Regions from separate parts of the Mus musculus genome. Here region 2 is linked to region 1. A link is a contact called in public HiChIP or PLAC-seq data. All regions are on one chromosome and are shown on one strand. Each heading gives the region's core, a stretch centred on a gene start, on an enhancer-like site or on the middle of the called end of the contact. The rest is flanking DNA. Distances are from core to core; before and after follow the strand shown.

What was found. HiChIP or PLAC-seq counts read pairs in DNA pulled down with a chosen protein or histone mark.
Region 2: an H3K27ac HiChIP or PLAC-seq map of embryonic stem cells shows a contact between it and region 1, with 7 read pairs. The contact joins the promoter of Camk2n2 here to the enhancer-like site in region 1. A contact is called at or near these places in 4 of 39 promoter capture datasets (the 3T3-L1 cell line, liver, macrophages and 1 more), 2 of 484 Hi-C or Micro-C datasets (the HPC-7 cell line and embryonic stem cells), 3 of 115 datasets of contacts at active chromatin or transcription factors (embryonic stem cells and pancreatic cancer cells) and 2 of 9 other capture datasets (adipose tissue and liver).

What each region holds. Positions count from the first base shown.
Region 1 is chr16:20,360,646-20,364,094 of GRCm38.p6, forward strand. It overlaps Abcc5 (ATP-binding cassette, sub-family C (CFTR/MRP), member 5), which reads right to left. Exons shown (of 30, transcript NM_013790.2): 23 at 3,330-3,449; 24 at 1,537-1,626. Among named protein-coding and RNA genes, the nearest start is that of Cyp2ab1, 37 kb to the left of the region's middle. Within about 2 kb of position 1,681, at least 23 of the 459 cell types and tissues checked have an H3K27ac peak or open chromatin away from gene starts, as enhancers often do. A contact at or near this core is called in embryonic stem cells, where this site is marked.
Region 2 is chr16:20,620,023-20,623,245 of GRCm38.p6, forward strand. It overlaps Camk2n2 (calcium/calmodulin-dependent protein kinase II inhibitor 2), which reads right to left and starts at 1,256. Exons shown (of 2, transcript NM_028420.2): 1 at 1,004-1,256; 2 at 1-221. The coding sequence starts at 1,172. The coding sequence ends at 151. The region is part of intron 2 of Eef1akmt4-ece2 (Eef1akmt4-Ece2 readthrough); the gene reads left to right.

The DNA.
Region 1 (3,449 bases), core at 431-2,930:
AATCTCCATCAAAGGTTCAGCAAGGGATCCTGGCGGCCATCCTTAGTCAAGGAATTAGTCCAGACTATATATTCAAATAACATATTTTACTTTATTCTTTAATTTACTTCAGAAGCAGGGCCCAGAGCCCCCTGAGCTGAAACTGACCCGAATGCCCGTTCCCTGAGGATGCAGCTACAAAATACTTCCTTCCAAACCTAAGGCTGGGGAACATTGTAGAAGAGGGGCAGGGAGGCTGTAGCAGCCAGAGGACCAGAAACTTGGCTGTGAGATTGTGTCTCCTAGTAATTTCAGAAGCAACCCCCATAAGGTCTCAGTAACATGGCTCCCCAAACATGAGCTGAACAAGGAGGACACCAGTGCACAGGCCAAACTCCACAGGAAAGGCACTGAAAGCCTCAGGCCTGCACGAAGCACTACGGCAGCTGAAAAAGCTGGAAGTGGGGGAGGAGGCCCTCCCAGGGAAGAGCACGCAGCTGGTACTCTTCCCGTACTGCCAGCCAGTCAGGCAGCCCTGAAAACATACATACATACATACATACATACATACATACATACATACAAGCGACACTGTATGAACTCAACTAGACCAGATTAAGAATGAAAATGACGTATGGTTTATACTTCAGAGACAGGGCCCAAGAGAGAGCCCTGAGCTGGAACTTACCTGGGTGCCTCTTCCCTGACAATACAGCTACATACATAACGCAAAGCTGTATTTGGGGAAAAAATATATACGCATGCAATTACAATTGATGGAGAAAGGGACCGTGAACTTGAGAGAGAGTGGGGAGGGGCATAAAGGGAGTAGGGGGGGTGGACGGAAGAGAGGGAGGCAGAAATACTGTAACTAAAACACAATCTCAAATAAAAGTAAAAAAAAAAAATTAAGTATAGAAAATGGTGTATGGTTTTAATGAGTATAAGGAAAATGTTATGTAGTCTCCCATAAGCCTGAAGCAGGCTATCTAGAACCTGACCTTGCTGCCACTAAGGAGATTATGTAGGGTGGAGCCTTCCTGCCTAGATCACCCTATTGTTCTGCCACTGCCACTGTTCTTCTTCAAGATACTGCTACCTGATGAGAGGCCCCCCAGAGCTATTCTAGAGATTACACCCGCTCCAAGGATGAATTGGCGGGAATGGACTTTCCCCCCTCTTTTATAAAGCATGTCCGCCATTAAAAATTTGAACCTTGAGCAGACTAGCATGTCTTGGTTTCATTATTTCTCAACCAGCCTAGGTTCCCTCTTCTCTTCCAGATTCCAAGATGCCTTCCAGGCTCGAAACCGGACATGTGAGCCTCTGGCCCGCCCCAACAATGTTACATTAGCTTAACTGAAAAACAAGGTTTCTGAGTGTGACACGTTTAACTCTAGAAAGCAGCCAGTTCTTCAGGAACTCTTAAGGTTGAGACTGCTGAGCCTCAGAAGTGGGGATGAGACAGGTAGAGAAAGTGAGGCTCCTCACCCACATTCAGGACAGAAAGAACAAAAGAACTCCAAAAGGAGCCAGAAAGGCCTGCAGCATCCTGACCTTGATATAGTGGTTGATCCTCTCCACGGAAGTGAACCGTGCTTCTGTCTCCGATGCCAGTCTGACGGTGAACTGGAATAGTCCAGTTAACTGAAAGTAAGAGACAGGAGCGAAGAGAGAAGCCGTGTCAGTACAGGGCGAGCAGGCAGAGGGCGCTTCCTAAACCTGCAGCCGCCACACAGATCCAACCAGCGCCCACACATGCAGCATGAAGTCTCCAGCCTCAGTGGTTGTCTTGCACTTAACACCACACCCAATACCCTCATAGAACACAGCACCGAGTCACACTGGTGCACCATGCTTTTGTGCTCTTGGTTTCCAGTAACACATGTCTTAAGCTGTGTAACCGCTGAACCACCCTCAGCCTGTTACTGGCAACCAGAACACACGGACAGTCCAACCTGTAAGCAAGTAGGGAAAACACTTCCAGGAAGTGCTGTAAGAGACAGCACAGCCCTGTGCACCTTAGAAGACTGTGTGGCACACAGCCAGCTGGTGAGTCTAGACAGAAGCCTGGGCATGCACAAAGACACCCTCTTTGGAGTTCATTTGCCTTATTTTTATCTTTGCAATATGTTTAAAAACAAACAAAACAGCCAAAAATCACATAACAGGCCGGGTGGTGGTGGCTTACGCCTTTAATCCCAGCACTTGGGAGGCAGAGGCAGGTGGACTTCTAAGTTTGAGGCTAGCCTGGTCTACAGAGTGAATTCCAGGACAGCTAGAGCTACACAGAGAAACCCTGTCTCAAAGAAAAAAAATATCACACAACAGTATGATAGTATAATAACTCCTGGGAGCCAGAATGTTCCCTGAATACATAATCCATTTATAGTCAATGCTGCTTCACGTACATTCCCAACGGTTCCACTCCATTCTGTGGAGCAGAACCCTAACACTACCATGATATAGTTAAGTATTTCAGCTCATGCCTCTCTAAAATATAATACAGCTCCAATAACACTTTTAAAATTTGATAGAAGCCGGGCGTGGTGCCGCACGCCTTTAATCCCAGCACTCGGGAGGCAGAGGCAGGCGGATTTCTGAGTTCGAGGCCAGCCTGGTCTGCAAAGTGAGTTCCAGGACAGCCAGGGCTACACAGAGAAACCCTGTCTCCAACCCCCCTCACTCCCAAAAAATTGATAGAAATTACTTGTGTGGACTGATGTCAAACACCTTTAAATAGTCAGTGGTCAAATTCACAGACTCGTTTGGAGCTATTTGAGGTCCTTCAATCATCCCTCGGGATGAGCGGCTTCTGCTTATTTATCACATTGGGAGAAAAAGGATTCTAAACAGAAAGCACAGTGAGCAGCAAATGGAAGCTGGTACACTACTCAGGAAAGTATGAAGGTCCCAGCGATGAAACGGCGGTGAGCACACCTACAGGCACACTTTCATGTGTTTCCTTAGAGGATAATGTGTATTTCTTTTCTTTCCTTTTTCTGAGACAGGGTCCTACTTGGCTGTCCTGGAACTTGCTATGTATGCAAGTCTGGTCTCAAATCATCGGGATCCCATTGTCTCTGCCTCCCAACTACTGGTATTGAATATTTCTGTGCTAGGCATGGTGGCATACAGCTTTAATCCCAACACTCAGAAGGCTGAGGCAGGCAGATTTATTTCTGAGTTCAAGGCTAGGTTGGTCTACATTAGTGAGTTCTAGGAGAGCCAAGGTTAAAAAGTGAGACTCTTAAAACGAACAAACACATGTATTTAATACACATAGCAGATTATTTTAATTCTAATTCTCCTCCCCAACCCTCTTCCCTCGTCAAGTGCCCACAACTGACCTGCACAGCGTAGGAGATGGCAAGCCCCGCATAGGCTGAAGGGATCTGTCCATGCATGAGAACAATCATCAGGCCAGTGGTGGTAATCAGGGCAATGCTGATGAGGTCCAGCCGCACTGC
Region 2 (3,223 bases), core at 6-2,505, 260 kb after region 1:
GCAACACTGACCCCGTGGCGGCGTGGCCCTGCAGCCCCCGCCCGTAGGCACCTCGGCCCCGGGCGGGGGTGCGCCGGCAGCCGCATCGCCGGCCCGTGCTCCTGGCCGCTGCGGGGCTGGGCCCGGAGCCCGCCGCCAGAGCCGGCGCGTCTACACTCCGGACGGAGGCTTCTCCCCCATCCCCTTCAGCACGTCGTCTATCCGGTCATCCTCGATCACCACTGCGCAGGGAGAAAGCGCATCAGCCGCGCGGTCTCGGGGGGCGGCGGCGACAGTGGGGCCGGTGTCCTCAAGCCCCGCGCAGATCTACTCTACTGCCTGTGTTTCCGCGACACGGCTCAAAACCCTATGCCCTCCCTACCCGAACTCTCCCGCGGACCCTACCTGCTACCAAGCCTGGCACCCAAACCTCCCTATGTGGGAACACCCCTCTTCCGAAGACTCCCAATGCGAACCCTCCCGTCACCTGAGCCTTCCTCCATCTAAGCCGACCAGAAACCTCTGCCTTCGACACAACCCCCTCCTCGAACTGAGCTCAGATGAAACTGTCACCTGGTGTAACCCTTTCCTCTACCTGAATCCCTGTTTTGATAGTGCCTTCCTGAGTCCCCTCCCAATACAAACAATCAAGACGACCGAACCCCTGGCCTCGGTGCCCTCCAGTAACATCCACCTACTCATCTCAGCCCAAGGAATTGGCCCACCACCTTGTGTTCCCAGTGCCAAGCAGCCCCAAATACCCTAAGCGGCCCCTCCCCCTTGACCAGGAGCCGGGGCTCTTTTTCCAGAAGTGGAGAGCTTCGAATCCGGGACACAGTATTCCCGGGAGAGGGAAAGAATGGGACAACTCCACAGCAGGGACCCTCCCCACCCCGGGCGGGTACGCAGCTGGCTGCGCTGGTCTGCGGCAAGAGCAGCTGCCACTTGACGGGGAACGGCAGCCTGGGGACGCCAGGCGAAGGGTTTCTGGGTCAGGCGGCGACTCCGGGCCCGGGCCGCGTACCTCTCTTGGCTCGGCCGATCTGGCCCAGCTTGGGGGGCCGCTTGGCCTGGTTGCCAGCGAAGAAGGAGTTGGTGTCCTGCAGGCGGCAGCTGAAAGAGAGGTCGGAACCTTCGGGGTCTGCGCCGAAGCGGCCCATCTTGTCCTCACCGTAGGGTAGGATCTCGGACATGGCGGGCACCGGGCGGGCTAGGGACTGCGGCGGGGCACGGGCAGAGGCTAGCTGCCGGACCGGCCCTAGCTCAGCAGGGGAGCCGGCGGAAGGATGAAGTCATACAGCATCCGGGACTGCGGAGCCGAGCGGGGCCTCCTCCCCCGCGCCTCCGCCTCCCGGGCCGCTGGGCAGGCGGCGGCGGCAGCGGCGGGGACCGGGCGGGGGCGGGGCGGGGGCGGCGGCGGCGGCGAGAGCGGAATGACGATGAGCGCCCGACTGCGGCAGAGAACGGCGGGCGGGGCGCGGTGGAGGCGGGGCGGGAACCGGCCAGCGGAAAGAGGCGGGGCCCAGCGGTTCGAGGGAGTCCGGTGATCCCTGGAGTGGAACGCGCGGCCGTGGGAGGTTCCCGCGAGGTGGCCGGGAATGGCCGCCACGTGGGCCCGGGGGAACCGCAGCGGCCGGTGCAGGCGACAGCTAGGCGGGAGCGGCTAGCCGAGTGCTTAGGGGAGAAGGGGAGTGACGGCACCCGCGGTTAGGGGAGAGCAACAGAGAACTGAGCGCCAAAAGCTGGGGGCGCGGCGGGGCCCCAGAAGGCGACGGCCAGGCTGGCTGTGAACACAGCCCTGGGCTCTGAAACGCGACCGGGAAAGGGCCAACTACGCGTAGAGAGAGGGGAAGGAACCATCCGACTGGAGCGCGGGAAGAGCTCGGGCCTGGGGGTGGTGCCACCGTGCTTGGCGCGTTCCTGTATCCTGGTTGCGCGTAGGTCTCCATCAGTTGGCCAATTTGTATTCGACTGTCTGAGCATCTGTCAGTCTACCTCTGTGTATCTGATCTTGGTCTCTGTGTGCTAGTTTTGAATTTCTGTATCTGTCTGCATACCTGGTCCCTGTATGAGTACCACTGGGTCTGTCCCCCGAGACTGCGTTGCGGCCTTTCAGGGGAAGGATCTTAAACACTGCAACCGCAGCGCGCGCCAGAATAGACTCCCCACAAACCCTAGGACCGCTGTTGGCGCCAAAATCCAGACTCAAAGCGCCAGTCGCTCCACGCGGTTCCCTCAGCCTGGGAGGCTTGCTCTAGCTGGCAGTGTGGGAGAAATGAATGGCAGCGTCGCGGCGGGCGCCCTGGATGCGGATGACGCAGGGAAGCCCGGAGTGCCTGAGCAAGAGGCGCGCGCTAATAAGCATCAGCAGGGACAGGGTGTCCCCCGCCCTTGTTGCTGGGGCCTGGGGTAGAGTTCTCTCCCTCCCCTGAAAAGAACACGCACACTTCCTTTCACCTCTTGCGCCCCCCGCCCCCCCACAAACCCCGCCCCTGCCCTGCTAGCAGTCAGCTGCAGCGTCACCCGCTCTCTGGCGCGAGAGGGCTCTGGCGCAATCACTGGCCTTGGGAGGGAGGGTGTGTCTCACATTCACTCACAGTGACGGGCTGGTAAAGACAATAATGACGCTATTGCTTTTGCCCATGCTCCAAGCAAGACACCTTCCCTTTAGTCCCGCCAAATCACGCTAGTGAGATTGCTGGGTTGCTGATTTTTCTCCCTTCGGGTGTTTAATGCAAAGGTCTCTGCTGTCAGGACTCTGAACAGGGCCTGTGGGATAGGGAAGAGGAGTGATTGAGATTACCTCTGGGGTGTAGCCTAACAGGGGTTCCTTCTAACACTCCTGTACGCCATCTTTTTGGCTGGGAGGAATGGTCCCCAACTGAGCCCTGGGGTGAGAAAGACTGACCCTGACATCTGAAAGGAAGGACAGAATAACTCTGGGTGATCAGATTGTCCAAAACACCTCCTTCCCCTGGAAGTTGCACAGCTATGACTTTCAATCCAGAATCTGCCATTTTCTGAATGACCTTGAATTGAAGGCCCAATAATCGTGTTTTTAAAAATCATTTGTGTTGGTCCTGGTGGAGTTGGCCATTCATCTCTGTGATCAGTCAGGCTGATCTCTGTGAGTCTGAGGCCAGCTGCATCTACACAGTAAGTTCAGGGCTACATAATGAGACCTTGTCCAAAAACAAACAAAAATCATTGCTACTTATATAACTTTAGAAAAATAAAGCCACCA